3 separate regions of the Mus musculus genome follow, and regions 1 and 3 are each linked to region 2. Evidence: chromatin contacts called from public HiChIP or PLAC-seq data. All regions are on one chromosome and are shown on one strand. Each heading gives the region's core, a stretch centred on a gene start, on an enhancer-like site or on the middle of the called end of the contact. The rest is flanking DNA. Distances are from core to core; before and after follow the strand shown.

Evidence for each region. HiChIP or PLAC-seq counts read pairs in DNA pulled down with a chosen protein or histone mark.
Region 1: an H3K27ac HiChIP or PLAC-seq map of microglia shows a contact between it and region 2, with 5 times the contacts expected there. The contact joins two enhancer-like sites. A contact is called at or near these places in 5 of 484 Hi-C or Micro-C datasets (B cells, germinal center B cells, granulosa cells and 1 more) and 2 of 115 datasets of contacts at active chromatin or transcription factors (bone marrow-derived macrophages and microglia).
Region 3: a contact with region 2 is called in an H3K27ac HiChIP or PLAC-seq map of microglia, with 5 times the contacts expected there. The contact joins two enhancer-like sites. A contact is called at or near these places in 4 of 484 Hi-C or Micro-C datasets (B cells, CD4 T cells, bone marrow-derived macrophages and 1 more), 6 of 115 datasets of contacts at active chromatin or transcription factors (the 230-238 cell line, acute myeloid leukemia, bone marrow-derived macrophages and 3 more) and 3 of 9 other capture datasets (bone marrow-derived macrophages, liver and macrophages).

Annotation. Positions count from the first base shown.
Region 1 is chr13:83,543,852-83,546,551 of GRCm38.p6, reverse strand. The region is part of intron 1 of Mef2c (myocyte enhancer factor 2C); the gene reads right to left. Among named protein-coding and RNA genes, the nearest start is that of Mef2c, 20 kb to the right of the region's middle. Within about 2 kb of position 1,296, at least 9 of the 459 cell types and tissues checked have an H3K27ac peak or open chromatin away from gene starts, as enhancers often do. A contact at or near this core is called in microglia, where this site is marked.
Region 2 is chr13:83,073,389-83,076,088 of GRCm38.p6, reverse strand. All of the region lies in intron 2 of Gm33073 (a long non-coding RNA gene), which reads left to right. Among named protein-coding and RNA genes, the nearest start is that of Gm33073, 46 kb to the left of the region's middle. Within about 2 kb of position 1,333, at least 50 of the 459 cell types and tissues checked have an H3K27ac peak or open chromatin away from gene starts, as enhancers often do. A contact at or near this core is called in microglia, where this site is marked.
Region 3 is chr13:83,578,286-83,580,985 of GRCm38.p6, reverse strand. All of the region lies in intron 2 of Mef2c (myocyte enhancer factor 2C), which reads right to left. Among named protein-coding and RNA genes, the nearest start is that of Gm52043, 46 kb to the left of the region's middle. Within about 2 kb of position 1,320, at least 7 of the 459 cell types and tissues checked have an H3K27ac peak or open chromatin away from gene starts, as enhancers often do. A contact at or near this core is called in microglia, where this site is marked.

The DNA.
Region 1 (2,700 bases), core at 47-2,546, 470 kb before region 2:
CCCTCTACTTGGTCTGCCTGGTTGGATCTCAGTGGGATAGGATATGCCTAGTCCTTCTAGGACTAGATGTCCCAGGGTGTGATGGTACCCCAGGTGATTTCCCTTCTGTGAGGGGAAGGGGAGGGGCAGTGATGGGGGATTTGTAAGGGTGAGACTAGGAGGAGGAGGAGGAAAAGGAGGAGGTGGCTGTGATTGGGAGGTAAAGTGAATAAAGATAATAATAAATAAATAAACTGTCCCCAAGGAAAATAAATTTTGTATTTCCTACCTTAATTGTAATATACTTTTAGATACGATATATTTGTCATTTGAGCTGTGCTGGTATTACTGGGCACAAAGTGACACAATATAGTCTATGAGCCATACTAGGGACACCAAAAATGACAGCACAAGATATACTCAAATAGTCCTCAGACCTGTCTTGAATATGTAAGGCTGGGTTTCCAGAATCCTCACACAGTACAAACCTGGCTTTTAATTTCTGATTTTCAAGAATATAGAACTGGCATATAAGGAGACCAGAGGATAGTGTTATTTACACATTTCACTACCACTCTAAATAACTGTGACTTCAGTGTTCTCTACTGACAAGCTGTAGCTTACTTCTTCAATCTCCCGCCCAATCCCTCAGCTCAGCGAACAGCAGGTGGAAGGTTACATAACAATGGAAACTTTATTCTATGAAAAGCCAGCAATGGAAACTTCACTGACAATCAATCATATAAATTGGTAATTGGTCCTCAGACAGGAAACCTCTTTTGTTGACACACCACAGATATGGGTTTTCAGATACAAAGGTTGCTCCTTTAGCAATAAGTCCGAAAATAAATAAGTAAAATTAAAAAAAAAACCCCAAACCAAAAATCAACAACAACAAAAATTCTGTGAGGCGATGCTATGATACAGTTTTATAAACCATATAGATCTTAGAATTTTGTTAAAAATCTTCTGCAAATAGAAAAAAAATTGTGAATTTCCTGAATATAATGGAAATATAGTTTTCAATTATGGCCAAAGCAACACTATAATGATGACTTTAAAATACCAGGGAAATGTTGTGTTCTGTAAGTAGGAAATAAGGGTTCCTTTTACAAAACGGAAGAAACCTTGCATTTTACAGTGGGTCCGACATTCCCATGCTTTGAAGTACTTGTTGGATGAATGGAGCGCCTCCTGAATGTCTTCTCTCTACCGTCCCATCCCATCAGATAGGCAGGGCATAAGGGAATGAGCTATGTACGTGTTTCTACTTCCTTTTCCTTTGGGGATAAAAATAGGTCTTTGCCAGAGTTGTCCAACAGCAACATTGCCTGCTACTGCTGTGCTCTACTGTCTGTCCTTAGTTCCTTTGCCATTTTGTTATGCTAGCAGCATAAAGCAGAATGAAATGTGGTGGTTTTTTTTTGTTGTTGTTGTTTTGTTTTGTTTTGTTTTTTGTTTTAGAAATTGCCAAATTACAGGATGTTTGTTTGTATTTTTCAAAAGCTGTGGTCTACTGCATACCTTCCAGACACGGCCTCGGGTCACAGTCTGGAGAGCTAGGCTGGACAGTTAGATTCAGACAGCAGAACAGGCCTGCTCAGCAGAGCCAGCAGCAGCCCACGATCTGGAGACATCAGTTTTACCATGTGCGTGACAACAAGATCCACAACAACCCTGCAAGGCTACAATTTAAGTAGAGCTTCCAATTTGCTGTGGTTGGCATGACCTAATTTTGGCTAAAAAGGTACAGTGTTTTTAGCCCCCCTCTCCCTTTCTGGGTTTCACTTACTATACAATGAAGAGAAAAAAAAATATGTTCTCAAAGGGATTCTTAGTCTCTTTTTAAAGGAAGTTTTGGGAATTTAACAACTGTTGGCCTCTGGCTAATCCCCAAGCTAAAGTCTTTTTCCAGCTTCGCCTACATCTTGACCCCTCATGGCAAATATTTTAGGCAGTCTATTTATAAAGTTCATCACTTCCCCTGTTACTTCATCTTCAGAAATGCCAATAATTTAAAATCTAGAATGGGGCAGCTGGTCTCATAAACTTGGGAAGGGAAGATTCTATGGAAGAGGTAATTCTGTTATAAATTAAGAAGTCATTTTATTTTCTTCCAAATTCTGCAGTTAGAGGGACATAACACTGTTGTCCCAACTTACCCCTTTACCGTTCAAAGATGCTTCAACATTTTAGCATTTTTGGAAGTACATTAAGAATAGTTCTTAACTTTGGCTTTGTATTTTAGTTTCTTTGGTCACTTTTAAAAATAGTGTCTATCAATCAGTGATTTTTCAATCGCTGACTTATCAATCAGAATTGTTGTTGCTGGTTTCCAGGTACTGATAGTTTTTAAGAACTCCAAGATATTCAAACATGAAGCTAGATCTGAAATGTTTTGTATTAAACTTGTTCAGAAAGGTAACACCTCATGACACGTATGATTTTTAGCGTCACACTGGACTTGGAAAGTTATTAGCTTATTTACTTATGAACTGATTCACCTGGAAAAGTTGTTCAGCTTTTTCATGAGATGAGAGAAAGTGTCCATCTGAAGAGGGTCAACCAACTTGGAAGTTACAATCATGGAAAGCCCTGACCTCCTTAACTCTAAGCATGACTTTTTATGATAATACTTTCTATAGCAGAATAAAACAATTTTTTTCTACGTAAAATTATGTCTATACTTTTATTGTCATATCTTTTCATTCTATATACACA
Region 2 (2,700 bases), core at 84-2,583:
CCTTACAAAGAAAGTAGCTTTTTAACATGTCATGAGAATAACTATGAAGTAACTTGACCACAAGCAAAGAATATATAAACCACTGTGAGAAGATATGCGGACCAGTCATCTAGGCACACTCCAGCTAAGAGATTCTTGCAAAAAACTGGTTGCTCACCAGATGTAATTCAATTTCATGCCTCAGCAAAATTACAAATTGCTACATGTCATGAACTCCTGACTATTGCTCGAGAGTAATCAAAGCAGTACATCCTCTTTCCGTGACATATTTCTTTGTATTTTCTGAAAGTGTCAACTAGAACCAGTTGCATAGAGTAGCTTATGCTTTTAGGTTGGTTGATGGTCTGATTGAGTGTTGGATTTGACAAGTGCGGAGGGGGTAGCTGATGGGTAGGCTGAGGTAGCACCCCACGTTGATTTGCACTCGGGCCCCCTCTAGTGCTTCTCTAAGAGGAAACTTCTCTAAAAGGGAAGTATTAGTTGTGAATAGCATTAGACGAATGGGCGCTAAGAGGTGTCACAGCTGTTGTGAAGAGGGGAAAGGATTACACAGGACACAAGTGTGGTCTGCATAGAAGGGATGGATGAAAATGTTAGAATTCCTTCTAAACTGTACTAACCTTCTGTTAAAATTCTTTTTTTAGACATTTCCAGGGAGTTGGCATAAGCAATAAATGAGTAAGTCAACTAGCCAATTTCTCTGGAAGCTGGAGATTCATGTTGTTAAACCTTAAGGAAATACATGGAGATTATTTTGCTTTGCTCATAGATTTTGGGTTATATGTAGACCACTTTTGTTTTATTCACGGAATGATGCAAGATGTGTATACAATACTTGAGATAAAAGACCCAAATCTTGTTATCCAAAGGAAAGACATATCTGCTGTTCTTGAAAAAGGTTTAATTAACCATCTGATAATAAAATCTTTAAAATTTTTAAATGTTTTTAACAAAAGTTCTAACTTTTTATTAATTTACTTATAAGATTTGCAAAACAGAAACTGGATTAGATAGATATAATTCATGTGGTCATTTAGCTGTGTGCAGATCAGTTTCAATAAAGTCAAGGAGAAGTAGGCCTTCTCAGGAAGGCACAGATGTAAGAGCAGGTACTGGGCACCTAAGGCATTGCTGCCTTCTATAGCTTATGAAGATATTAGAAATAACTAATCATAAATATCAATGGCAGTGAAGTTCAATACCTTGAGAGGTGACAGAACATTCCGGGTGAGAGACTTAAGCATAAGCGAGAATGGTGAGCGGGACTCAGACACAAGGCAACAAGAAGTGCAGGCTTGACTGAAAAGTGGCAGATGTGATAGTGGAGGAAAAAGAAAGTAAAATCAGGGTTAGGCAGTGAAGGAACTTGAAACTGAGGGTGAAAAAGATAGCTTTCATGCCGTGGACAAACCAAAAGCTTAATTAAAATACTCTTCTGTATAATTATAAAACACACCAAAGTAAGTGCATTTAAAGTGTGGGTATGAGATGATTTTTCTGGAGCATGCATTTCTGATAGTGTTTGCACAGTGATTTCAGTGCCACACAAAACTACTGAGCTCTCCTCATCAATTGTCACTATTTCAACATCTGCATGAATAATGCATATGAGAGATAGCATAGGAAGCAGGATTCAGATTTGCAAAAGAGGAACAGCAGACCCTGGAAACCCTAATTGTGGTTATTGGGCAATGTTGTCTAGTCCACAGCTCAAGACTTTGACACTTACTGACTTTAACAGGGTTGTGCAATCCTTGGACGTAAGCATTTAGCTTGGCTGAAAATGAGTGCATTTTACCTGATAGTTTTCTCAAGGAGATGATGGCTCTCAATGTCTAAATTCATATTTCGACTGAAGTCAACTCCAGATGCCTCCTCTTTCCCCTGTACAATTGAAGGCTTGTGTTTGGGGTTGGTGAATAGGGGACCCAGGATTAGCCCATAGTAGACTAAATTGTAAATGACTGAAAATAAGCTCATTTGTGTCTATTTATTCATCCTTATTAATAGATTTGGGCATTTAGAAACGCCTCAAGGAAAGGCAGAAGTGCAAGTAAATAAGCCTGTGAATGATCTCATTAAACTCTGGGATATTCGAAATACACAAAACCATGGGAAATTAAGGCTGCTAAAGTCACAAGAAATCAGATTTTTCTAAAATATATTTATTACTCCAAGTTAAATTATTGCCTCTTGAATAGCAAATGTTTACAAGTAAGCATGAATGTCCTGTATAGGTCCAATTAATTATTTGTTTCAGTGTTGATTTGAAAATCTATCAAGAGAATTTTATTTAAATTGTTATTAGTGAACTCCTACCTCATTTCAAGCCACATAATTTAGAAGGTCGTTACTGAGTCCTTCCTTTTCTTTCAACAAGCTTTATGTTCGAATAACTGGGTAAAGAAAGCAGCAATCAGATAAATAAAACAGCCATTAGGGTGAGTCAGACCACCAAGGTTTAGTTATGAGAGATGACAAATCCTCTTACACTTCTTCCATGGGAAAATACCACAAAAGAAAACAAGAGATAAATGAACAGAGAAAAGGATGCATAACCATATTCTGATATCGCATTGTCACCACATTCTTATATAATTGGGAAACTCATTCAAATTGTCTGTGCCTCATTTTTCTAATACTATGAGATCAAAGTATTAGAATAAATGACATGAAAATACTGTTCTGTGTCTTAAATGC
Region 3 (2,700 bases), core at 71-2,570, 500 kb before region 2:
TATCTAGTCTTCTACATTTGAAGACTGAATTGGTCACAACTTCATCAAACTTTATTTAAGTAATTAGATATTATCTCCAAATTTAGAATTGTGACCGGCCCTTTTTTATGTGTTCAAATTCTGGATACTATCTTGAAGGGAAGTTGCACTGAAAATACCTGTGTAACTTGAGCTAAAATGTAAAGAACTGAATATAGGTAAAAGGAAGCTTTTTTTGAGTCATCTGAGGGAATTGTAATTTTTTTTATTCTTTAGTTCAGCACAAAATAATCAGATTTAGCTGATAAAGCCTCAGGGTATACAAACTATTAGAGATGACATCTATAGTGAACACACTTCTGCAGACCTCCCCTTAGTTGTTACATGCGAAGAAACATCTAGAAACCCAAGAGGAAGGAATGCTAGAAAATTTAATTGCTATGAACTCTGAATTATTTTAATTTGTAAGAGGATTCTCTTGACTAAAAGGGGAATGTTACTGATTGTCTTTAATTTGTGTTCAAGTTATCACATTGATAATTATGTAGAATTTTCTTTGTGGGCAAAAAACAAATAGCCAGATCTGAAGGAACAAAGGAATGCTACAGGCATATATATGTATAGGTGCAGGTGTAGGTCTAGGTGTAGGCTTAGGTGTAGGTACAAGTGTAGGTGTAGATGCAGGTGTAGGTGTAGGTATAGAAAGTGTATGTGCTGTTTTAGGTCCTAGATCCTAAGTGTACTACCTGCAAATACGTCCTTCTTGTAGTTATTCATTTATTTAGATGTTGTTTTGTATCAAGTTGATGAATATATTGGAATTTAATTATCTTAGCTGTTTCAAAGTAGGGAAGATGAAAAATTCAGTACAAACATCTGAGCGAATAGGTTTAGGATTACTTAGCATTCTGAATATATATACATATATATATATCTTCCTGATCGAACAGGCTTCTAATTATATCTTGTTTATAAAATTGAAACATATAATAAACCAATTAAAAGTCCAATTGTTTCAAGCACTAACTAAAGAATGTGTAAAACATGAAAAAGGCCAAGACTCTATGATTGCCTAATCCTTAAGGGTCAAGGATAAACAAGGAAACAAGAAGATGGAGAGACTGGAGATTGAAATATTAGTTACCATAAGCTTGGAGGTAGAAGTGATAAAATGATGAAAAGTATTTTAAAAATAATTTGGTCAGTAACATACATTTGAAAACAATCCCACATGCACAGGACCTAGGACTCTCTTTCCAACCTCCCTGTCGCAAGGCGTGCATTGCTCATGTCTCGTGTGTGCTCTTCCTTCCCTGCCCACAGGCCACCCTTTCTGCAGCAGCACTGTTCTGGATGATGATTCTCAGCAAGGGAGCTTCTTTGTGTTCCTGCTCTACTCTGTGCCACCCCCTCCTGACATTCTTTTATGGTAGAACTCCTCAAAGTGAAAGGCCAACAACTTTTGCTAGAAATCACAGTGACTATAAGATACAATGGCTCCAAGAGTGTGGTTTGCAACTGGAGAAGCTGATCTGGGCATTCACTGAGCACTTACATCCTGGGCACTTCATATACATGGCTTCATATCTTAGCACTGTAATGGGCATGTGTGTGTGTGTGTGTGTGTGTGTGTGTGTGTGTGTGTGTGTGTGACTATTTTTAATCTTCACTCTACCAATGAGGTTCAGAGAGGTTAAATAAGTTGCTGAAGAGTTATACTGTTTTAGTGTAGTGTAATGTACTACAGTATGTATTAAGCCAAGGTAACATATAGAGCTGGAACTATAAATAGGTTTATATATCTCTAAAAAGTGAACTCTTATCTATCTCTTATGGGTTCCAATAGGAAACGACTGGAAAAGGAGATGAAGTAAATTCTAGGTCTTTTAGCCATTAAATTATGCTAGGTGCAGCATATCATCATTGAAAGAAGCATGTTTTTGTTTTGAAAAGGAGTAATTTGAGACTAGACTAGATCTTTGGCATTTTTTTACCCTTTGCTGTAAGATCTTGACCAGTTACTCTTAAGTGAAGCAGACTCTCTAAGCGTTTTAGGATGTTGTTCAACACGATGTGGAGTCTTTTATAACTCTAAAGCCACACACCAGGCTCAAATCTTAAGTGTGTTCTGAATCTTCAGCCAAGCTTTTTTCTATCTCAAGCCTTGGAAACTCTGTTTCCTCTAGAATGCTGTGGTTCCCATATTTTTACCTGCTTGGCGAGGTCATTCTCCAAGCTTGAGTGGTAAATACAGCACCCCCTGGCTGTTCTTTCATAGTGCTTTGATAGTTTCATTCTCAGGCCATAAATGACATTTTTGTTCTGTATTTCCATAGTTCTTGTCTATTTCAGTCCACCAGAAGTCTATAAATTGTGGTCCACTAGACAATTGTAATGCATATTTGTTTTGTCAGTAAAGCTTTCTTACTGAATATAGATACATATCTACTGTCTCTGGCTGCATCCAGAGCACCTATGAAGAGCTCCACAGCTGAGTCAGACACCACAATGCAAACAGTATTTGCTACCTGGTGGTTTACAGAACACTTCGCTCATCCATGAATGAGACTGCTATTCACTAGGAAGGATTTTCTTTTGGGCAGGGTACAGTCAAATAATACTTGTTGATTTAATAAATAAATAACCTCTAACTATAAAATAGAATCCTATTTTAAGGATTAAATGGAATAATTTACATGCCATCATTGGAAAATAGTTGGT